Linked DNA regions of Canis lupus: region 1 is linked to region 2. The links are chromatin contacts, called in public Hi-C maps. All regions are on one chromosome and are shown on one strand. Each heading gives the region's core, a stretch centred on a gene start, on an enhancer-like site or on the middle of the called end of the contact. The rest is flanking DNA. Distances are from core to core; before and after follow the strand shown.

Region 1 (5,229 bases), core at 1,108-3,607, 110 kb after region 2:
TACATGCACATGATAGTGCAAACCACAAAGCAGAATAAAGTCAACCAGTAGAAGCATGAGCTGTAAGCCAAAATCAAGGTGAAAGTGGAACCTCAGGGAACAGAGCCTCCAGAAGTAAGAACCTGTTCAATGAGAGTAACGAGTAACCCAAAGTTGAGAAGAGAATTCCTTGCAAGGCCAACCAGCACAAAGAAACTCAATTAAAGAAGGACATACCAAATAGCTAAGAGAATTTCAAACACACACACACACACACGTGCACACAAACACACACACACACAATCTCTTCTAAAAGTATGCAACCCCAAAATGCATCTCTCAATTACAGAGAGATGCAGGTTTTGTGTTTCCTTTTGCCATCTCAAGAAAATGTTGAGAAATGAAATTGAGAAGTCCACGTATTTTTGATGATGTAGGTATATTCCTTTCTCAAAATCCATATTATATCATGAAACTTATAAGAAACCTGAAGCCGGAGGATCCAGCTAAGCCATAAGGAAGTGTATGAAAAATTGCCAAAGTGTCTAAAATAAATTAGTTAATAGTTCTTCTGATAGATGTTAAGTCTGACAGATCTTAAGGTGAAGGGTAGCAATGTTAAGAACGCTCTGACGGGATTCTGGTTAAGAAAATGAGAGTGATTCTGCATACCTTCAACCCAGATGAAGTCTCACCTTGAAAAACTAAGAACAGTGAAGAAAATGATTGAGCAGACAGGCCTCCACAAGTGGGAGACTTTCCCAGCCAAATTTCAGTGACAGCCAAAAAGACTAGGCCATTTCCAAAAAACCTAACTCACGAATTAATGGTGATTTATTACTCAGGGACCTGACATTAATTAAAGCAAATTTAGCAGTATCCTTATCACTTCAAGTTGATGTTATTGCAGTTGGCTGGTATGAGAATACAAATTACTCAGGCAAGGGCCGCCAGTCAATCACGTCCTCTTAAAATGACTTTCTACCCTAGCAGAAAGATTTCTGGAACTCTAGAACCCCCAAATTAAATTATGTTAGAGGGACCCTAGCATAACTGTCCTCTTAATCTTGGCCATCTAAACTTCTCTCCAAATGCATGACTTAGCTTTTTTAAATATTCCACAAGTAAATGCATGAGGAAAAGAAAAATAGCCAGAAAAAGGAGTTCAGGGTAGAAGAGTATTTGGATTATTTAGCTTGACTAGCAAGAACACCACAGACTTGATTTAATGCTTACTGAATACTTATTGTATGTACACATTTTTAACAGGTAATACTTTAATGTATTAGAGGAAGATGATAAACTGATGAGTACAATAAATCTATTTTGTTTGCTTTTGTGACAAACAATCCTAATTCACAGCTCTTGGGTACCCAAGGAATCCACAGGAGAAAGCTAATGATAGGGGAAAATACTGAGTTCCTTTTATACATTTTTCTAATCATCACCACTACTGACCTCGAACTTCTTCCTACCTTCAGAATGGGATGCCTATACCTTAAGAGTGTAACGCATCTGTCAGGTTTTACAGTGATATTTTAAACATTCTGGAGCTAAATAGGAACCCGAGCCTTCAATTGCAGCATATTCTCTTTTTTTTTTTTTTTCAAGTTTTCTGAATTAATCATTCAGATACTATCAGATTTAACTGATAGTTACATCAGATGCCATCACCCAAGTGATTTATTCTCAGCTTAGAAACCCCCCACTGCCAGTTGCTGTCGCATATTTCTACACAAGTCCTAGCCCAGTGTCAATGAAAGTTAACCCTCATTGAGCTTCTGCTATATAGTCATACTATGGATCAATTCACTGTATTGGTTTTCACAATAACCTCATAAGGTAGCCACTACTATTATCCCTAGAGTTCACAAATATCTAAATCAAGGCACAAAAAGCTGAGGTAACCTGCAAACTTACAATTGCACTGCTACAAAGGAATGAAGATGGGCAGCCCGGGTGGCTCAGCGGTTTAGCGCTGCCATCAGCCCAGGGCGTGATCCTGGAGACATGGGATTGAGTCCCACATCAGGCTCCCTGCATGGAGCCTGCTTCCCTCTGCCTCTCTTTCTCTCTTTGTGTGTCTCTCATGAATAAATAAATAAAATCTTTAGAAAAAAAAAAAAAAAAACAAAGGAGTGAAGATGACATTTAAGCCCAGATGCATTAATTATCTTTTTGCTGCATAAGAAATTATCCTAAAAAATAATGGCTTACAACATTTATTTCACAGTTTCTGTGCATCAGGACTTTCTGTGGCTTAGCTGAGTCCTCTGGCTCTGAGTTTCTCGTAAGGAGGAAGTGACTATCATCTCAACACCCAGCTGAAAATGGATCTGCCAAGTTCATGTGGTTGTTTACAAGATTCTGTTCCTCATTTGCTATTGGTCTGAAGGCTTCAGATCTGTGCAGATTGTTGCCTGAAGGCTGCCCCTTGTGGCCTCTCTACAGGTTGGCATCAAACATGGCAGCTGACTTCCCAAATGAGCAAACAAGAAAACCCCAGAGAGAATTTGAGCAAAATGGAAATCACTGTTTTTTACAACCTGATCTTGGAAGTGAGATCCCTTAGAAGTAAATGCTTAGGTCTAATGAAGGAGGATAGAAAAAGGTGTGAATAGGAGGAAGCAGAGATCACTGGGAACCATCTTAGGAACTGTCTACCATACCAAGTATGCTCTTTAAAAATTATTTTTGAAAATTTATCTTAGGCCTTTTGATGATATAATTTATAAATATACATCTCTTCTACCTTAATCCTTCTAACAGATTGTAAAACTACCATTACCAATCATATATATACAGGATTCTTACAATTTTGTGTATTTTTGAATAGTGATTAAAGAACAACTCTGAATTACAACTTAGTGTGACTTAGTAAACAATTTAAAAGCAAATTTTAACTTGCTACTATATCTTGAAGTCAGTGGCTCTGACTTCAAAAGCATCTATCCTAAAAGATAATCTATAAAATGTGGTAAGTACTAAATATTCTTTATTTGGTATTAAACATAAGTCATACTAAAAGGCAGAATTTTAGATTCAGGGGATTTTAATGAATTTGACATAGAAAGACCAAAAAAATAAAAAATAAAAGGGTGGGCATGCTTCTTCAGCCTTCGTTTTACACAGGCAGATGAACACAAATTCAAACATAGGTGAGATTTGCTCTGTCTTATCAGACAGTGAAGAGATTTCCTCTACATTTAAATATATTCAGGGGATCCCTGGGTGGCTCAGCGGTTTGGCGCCTGCGTTTGGCCCAGGGCACAATCCTGGAGACCCTGGATCAAGTCGCGTGTCGGGCTCCCTGCATGGAGTCTGCTTCTCCCTCTGCCTGTGTCTCTGCCACTCTCTCTCTGTCTATCATAAATAAATAAATAAATCTTTAAAAAATAAATATATTCATATAACCAGTCATATATATGTAAATATAAAATCAATCCTCTTTAGGTTGTACAATGGCAAGCAACAACTCTGTGAAAATTTACATATAACTAATCCAACCTTGCCTCAATTTCAAAATGCCTTTAGAAAGGGTAATAGTGATAACAGTTACTGAAACAGAATTTTTACTAAAAAAATTCAAAAGTGTGATCATATTCATTTAACCACCAGCCAATATTATTTAAATCAAGAGTGTTCAACAAGGATATTCCATCAGCCACTCATTATCTAAACTCTGGTTTATGAGGTCAACTGAAATATGGAATCTCTTTTAAAAAAAGTCATGAGACATTTCTCTCTTGTAATAAATGAGTAGTGGCTATTGTTAGTATTTTTGAAAGCAGCTATCAGATCTGCCTTCCTCTCTTCTTATTAATGCCAGCTGAAAGATTCAGGCGTCTTCATGACCATCCTCCCTTCCAACACTAACTGCAACCTTGAGGGGGTCTCCAAGATCACCCTCAAGTTTGTTAAATTGCTAGAAGGATTCTCAGAATTTAGAAGAGCCATTATATATGATTCTGGATTATTACAGCAAAAGGATACAGATTAAAAATCAGCAGAAGGAAGAGTCATGTAAAGCAGGGCTGGGAAACACCAGGTGCAGGACTTCCAGTTGTCCCTGACAGGTGGGGTAGTGTAGATGGTGCCTATTTCTTCTAGCAGTGATGTGGGACCATATACATGGAGTCTTGCCAACTAGGGAATCTCACACAAGCTTTAGTGTCCTCAGTTTTATTGCAGTTCAGTGACATAGACATGGTTGACCTTCCACATGACTGACCTTAGTCTTCAGCCCCACTACAGGTAATGTGATTCCATGTTGCCTAAGGCCTTCACCATAAATCACATTCTTAGCATAGACTGCCTGGCATGGCTCAAACCTCCAGGTAAGCAAAAATACTCATATGAGGCATACATTCCAAGGGCTTGAAGATTGCTTCCCAGAAGTGAGGGTAAAGTTGAAGCCTCTCTTTGGACAAGGTTAATTCTTACCAAATAGAGATCATTTTTGTTCCAGGAATATACTTCTTGGAATTCTGCAAGTACTCCTCAGTGTCTCCTATTACCACGTGATGTATTTGCTCTTATATGCATCTGTGTAAGAAAATCCAGGGCCTGAACTGTTTTCCACTCCAACAGACCGTAAAGATTTGGCTCAGGTTTATGCTTGCCTTTCTTTTCCATAGTATGGCATTGGGCACACTTTTGAACAAAACCCCCAGCCCTTCTTGACATCAGCCATTTTTAATTCACTCTCTGGCTGGGTGCACCAAGAAGTTCCCAGTTGGAAGCTGGATGTGCCAATCTCTCCTGGACATGTCTTTAACCACCACATTATTACCTTGACTTGAGTTGTTCCAAAAGAACTTATATGCAGGTGTAGATTTGGTAGATGGTTCCAAGAAACAGGAATGAGGTTGCAGGAAATGTGGGACAGAGGAGGGAGAAAATCCAATATGAATGTGTGATTTGGAGACTGCTGTGCAAAATGGTGCAATATTCCACTGGGACCTCCTGAGAAGTTCACAAAATGCCTCTCCAAATTGTCTACCTGAGGTGGACAGGGAATAGCGATCCATTGGCCTATCCTCCATTGGTCAAGCATTACCCTTGCTGAAACTTGCTCTGACTACAGTCTTTGGTGTTGGAGGAGACTTGGGACAGAAGTCAAAGTCATTGCTGTTAGACAACTGGAATGTCCATTGGAACACTACTCCAGAGGTGCCTGGAGCCAGAAAATAAACTTCAGTTATGTCTGCTGCAACTTTATGACCTATACTAGTGATTCACAAATGTTGA
Region 2 (5,028 bases), core at 851-3,350:
ATTCTGACTCCGTAAGTCAGAAGGGGACCTGATGATCCACATTTCTAATGGGCCCCCCAGTGAGATGCTGATGGTGTTGAGTCATGGAATAAAATTTGAGTAGCAAGGCATTGATTCTCTTGGGGCCTCAGTCATCATAATTACTCACTGATGTTTACCAAAAAGCAGGTGGGTTATTACTTTCCAGATAGCAACCTTGTTTTCTATTTCCCTTGAACAAGTTTATAAAGCTTGCATACAGTGTGTCTCTAAACATAGAAATCTCCTGTTAATTTTGTGAAGGAATTTTGACCATTAGATGACAATTTACCAAGACCTGTTTTGTCCATGAAGATAAAATCACATGTACCAGTGTTAAAAACAAGAAAATAGGTCCCAAATGGAGTTACTTATACAAAGCCCCACATCACCAAACTGAGACTTATTTCATTACAGTTTCAGTGCTCCCAAAACTGGTACCTTAAACCAGCCAATCAGGTCTCACCTGACCAGCATTAGTGGGGAAGCTTGCACTCTTGCTCGCTAGACTCTTGCCATTCCTTAAAGGAAAGCAATCTTACAACAACCAACTCATTTTATGGCCTACTGTAACTTTCTGGTTCCTGTTCCCTTCTGCCTGTCCAAGTCTTTAATTTTGTGCAGCAACTCCTTTCTATCTGCTAGACTGGATGCTGCCCGATTTGAATCCATTTTTGCTCAAATAAACCCTTAAAAATTTTTATTAAATTTTTTTACTGTTAAAAGCTTATCTTTTAACAGTAGTATGTGTTGAAATAGACATTTAGGAAAAATAAATGTCAACTCCTTAATTTTCAGCCTTTCAAACCTTACCTTCAACTATCTCACTGTCCCATAGAATATTTATTCCTATATTATTCCTATATAAAAATTTATTCCTATATATATTTTATATATTCCTATATAAATTTATTCCTATATTTATTCCTATATAAATATATATAAATATATATTTATAGAATATAATATTCCAGTTTGCTCAGTTCACCTCATTAAGAGAGCATGCTAACTAGGTTTCACACAGTTCTTTAAAAATCATCCTCTATCACAAATAGGGCACAGAAAGTTCATCGATGAGGGAAAAAAACCCCACAAGAATCAAGAACAGTAACAATCTCTGAGACTTTGAACTTAGTAGAAGAGAGTACTCCCTCTCATGCAAGATTTTTGATGGCTTTGGGAAATATTTATACTGGTTTCTAAAAAAAAAAAATGATGACCAGGATAAAGAGGCTGTATAAAAATAGACTGAAGGACAATCACCAGGCTGTTTTCATTTCACCATGCAAGTTTTCAGCGACAGCTCTAAACTAGCAACTTTTCAATTAAATCCAATCTGTCATGGTGGGGAAAACAGTGTAGCCGACAGGCCCTGCAAAGAGATTTGGCTGTGAGTGGCCAAGTTAGCACTTTTAACTGAAAATAAGCTATATTTGTTTAAACCATTGCTTAAATAGCGCTGCATATTTTTATTCCTTTGTAGGCATTCATGCCATTAACTTAAACAGTGCACAATTAGGCACTGCAAGCAGAGCATTGGAATCTCCACTTTTCTGCCTTTCTTGTGGCTCTGAGTTTGCCTTGGTGGCAGTAAAGCAGAAAGATCAAATATTCTCTTCTTCCCTTCCTGCTCTCTCTGCCACATTGGAAGAGATTTTTGTCCTTGAGAATGTTAAGTGTCCAAATCGTCCCAGGGCCCACTTCATGGTCAGTGCTTGAAGGGAACAGTTTGAGACAGCAGGAGCCTCTTAAACCATCCCACCACAAATCTATTACGATATAAAAAGACAGGAAATAATGCATCCCTCCCTGCTTCAAACTCTAGTGACACGACACCATTATTGTAGTATAATGTACCTACTTTTCAAGGTTGTTCTTAAGAGCTGTGGAATTGTACCTTTCGAGAGATTTTGCATTATTAACAAGGTTTGTATTATAAAAAACATAGCGGTTGTAAATTAATGACATCAATAGCTCCTGAAACTAGGCATCACCTGTGTTTGGTTAGAGACATTCTTATTTGTATTGGTCTAATAATCAGGACCTTTCTCTGCTCATCACACTTCAGCAATTTGGATCGTCTGTATCATTAGTTCAGTAGCACCCGATACCAGAACCCAGCCCCAGGCACATGCCACTCATCTCACGTACTTCTTCACCTCCCCCACTTCTCTCTCTGTCTCTGTCTCTTTCTCTTCCTCTTAATGATATAATTGGTCTGAGCTTTTCTGGTAAATAAGGCTGCACACAAACCTAAACTTGCAGGTAGAACTCACTTCCTTTCACTTTCATTTACTCAGTGTAATGTGATCGGCCCTAGGAGGGGCGGGAGCCTACATACTAATATTTTATTGAGGGCAGCTGCCCTACATTCCTTCAACTGCTGGATGTCTCTTGATTTAATTCCAAAGTGAATCAGAGGCTTGCCTGCCTTCCATTTATGGGTTTTCAGTTTCGGGAAATTATTTAAGAAGTCAACAAACTTTTCTGACTGTTCATGTGCTGATTCTAGCGTGCGTTTCTGTTGAAGGTTTTAATTCCCATTATGGGGCTCTCAGTGTGAGCTCTCCATCAGTTGTGCTGGGACAATGATTGGAATTTTTATAAATAAAAGAGTAACCAGCTAGCCCAAGTGGATGAACTCGCTCTTTGGAACACGGTGTAGGTTGTAAGTTAAATGCCTAACTAACACAGAGGGAAGAAAGAGAACTTAATGATGTTGGCGGTGCTGAATTTTGTTAGAGAACAAACAGGTTACCTCAGCAAGGCTGACTTCAGCTCTACGATAAACATGCAAAACAAGGAAATTGCATGATTTGGGGGTATACTTCCTATAAGGCGCCAGAAGGTCTATTTCAAGAAACTAACATAACAGTGGGTGATGCTAAATGCTACTGAGGAACTTGCAATCGTTTGCACATATGGACCGACTGTGTGGCAGCATATATAAATATTTCATTTGCTCATTGTAGTGAGTTATCAGATTGCACATGAACAGAGAGAACGACATATGAGAAGTTCCAAGAACATCGTGTAACAGGACATACAGCTGAGATATAGTTTTCTCATGCCTGGCGAGTGTTCCAGCTCCGCAAGCACAACTTTTTTCTTTATTCTTTAATTAAGATTAAAATATTTAAAAATCACCAAATTGAGAAAATCGTTATATTGTCATGGTCAAAGACCAGTGCCAAATGGAAAGTTAAAACTGGAGCCTAAAAGCCGACAGTCTTGCAAGTCGCTTAATGTTATTTGGGCTCCTCATTGGCAGTTCAACATCGGACTCCCCCCAGATGAAGTTCCCAATACTCCTCATTTTTATTTCAGAGCTTAACTGATGAGCTAGTTAGAAAGGAGACAAAATGGGCGGCAAAATCATAATTCATAAAAATTATAAGATATCTGAAACTTGAACTATTAAGTCAACTTTATAGTTTTTGAAGCAACAAAAAAAAAAGAATTAGAAATGTTTAGAACTGGAAGGACCATAAATGTAATTTAATGCATCTCCTCTTTTATAGAGGATTTATGCATAGATCTCTTATAGATAAAGTGTCTTCTGCAAGATTATAAGTCTAGTTTGTCAGTGCCAGGACCAGAATTCCAACTTTCCAGCTTGTTATACTGTTCTGATCATTAAGAGACCTTTTTAGTTTGTCTTTAAGATATAATTCTGGAGGCAGAGTAATTTAGTGAAATGAGTCTGGGTTTTTGAATCCATGATAATTTGAGTTTAAATTCTGAGTCTCATTTTATTCATCTAGAAAATAAATAACATTACATCTCATTTACAGGCTAGCCATGAAGTGCATACAGTGCCACAAACCAGAGAAGTTCAGATAATGGTAGCTGTTATTGGTATTCTTGTATCCCTGGGCACTTTGCATGCACTCAGTAAACATTTGTCAATTAGCAAACAAATGAAGGAATAAATGAATAAATGACAGAACTCATAAGAATGAGAAAGGAAACGAATGGCCATGGTAAGAATGTCCACTAAAAGATAAATGAAGAAGAAACCTGTGAATATTTTCTTGGAGTTCTTTCAATCTATTAGGAATGCTTTGTTTCCTCTTTGATGTCACTCATTCATCAAGTCTGTTCTTTTGGCTTCCATAGCACTTGAAAACATGACCCAGAAAATTGAAAATCAAAATGCACTAAATCACTCAAAAATGCATATCAGCTCAGTGCCACCTAAACAGGAAAATCTAATTGAACACCTATCCAAACAGCCTGTTGTCAGCCTTCCTTGCACCAACTTTCCAAACTCAAGCAGAAAACCTTTCCTAGGAACAGGCCAATTTCAATCTACTGAGTAGTGGAAGACAACATGGCCCTGTGCCTGGGTATTCTTTTTTAATTTTTGAAATTACAGTACACAAAATTACCCTTGCACCATCAGACTGCCTGTAAGAGTTGAAGTCTTCAATATTAACTTGGCTAAAGTGTCCTTAAGACCAGAGGAACAAAAAGAAGGAGAGGTCAGTAGCTCCCTGTGGAAATGTTTAAAAGAAACAGTATTCCTTATGTTCCAGAGACACTGAACTTTTACCAGGAGAGGTCAGGATGAGGCGGCTGAGGGATGGTAAACAATTGCTCTGCTGAGCTCTCCAGCTCATACCATTCTCTAGCAAGTAATGTATGTAGAAGACCTTGTATGGGAATAGTCTGGTCGGAAGATGGGAAACATGTTAAATATTCTCTCAAATACTCTTAGCTCTCCAATTTTTTAAAGAAGGAAATTATAGGCGGGATGAAATGCCATAGAGTAAATCTGTACAGAAATTTGCATTGATCCTTTTTTATCATAGAAGAAATACTTGCACATTTAAAAAAATCAGGGGAGGGATCCCTGGGTGGCTCAGTGGTTTGGCGCCTGCCTTTGGCCCAGGGCACGATCCTGGAGACCCGGGATCGAATCCCACGTCGGTCTTCCAGTGCATGGAGCCTGCTTCTCCCTCTGCCTGTGTCTCTGCCTCTCTTTCTGTGTCTCTCATGAATAAATAA

Evidence for each region. A called contact is a pair of places that touch in the nucleus more often than the background predicts.
Region 1: a Hi-C map of blood shows a contact between it and region 2, with 2.1 times the contacts expected there. The contact joins two enhancer-like sites. A contact is called at or near these places in 2 of 9 Hi-C or Micro-C datasets (both in blood).

Annotation. Positions count from the first base shown.
Region 1 is chr31:12,768,489-12,773,717 of UU_Cfam_GSD_1.0, forward strand. No RefSeq gene overlaps it. Among named protein-coding and RNA genes, the nearest start is that of USP25, 220 kb to the right of the region's middle. Within about 2 kb of position 2,358, at least 2 of the 20 cell types and tissues checked have an H3K27ac peak or open chromatin away from gene starts, as enhancers often do. A contact at or near this core is called in blood, where this site is marked.
Region 2 is chr31:12,656,386-12,661,413 of UU_Cfam_GSD_1.0, forward strand. No RefSeq gene overlaps it. Among named protein-coding and RNA genes, the nearest start is that of NRIP1, 270 kb to the left of the region's middle. Within about 2 kb of position 2,101, at least 6 of the 20 cell types and tissues checked have an H3K27ac peak or open chromatin away from gene starts, as enhancers often do. A contact at or near this core is called in blood, where this site is marked.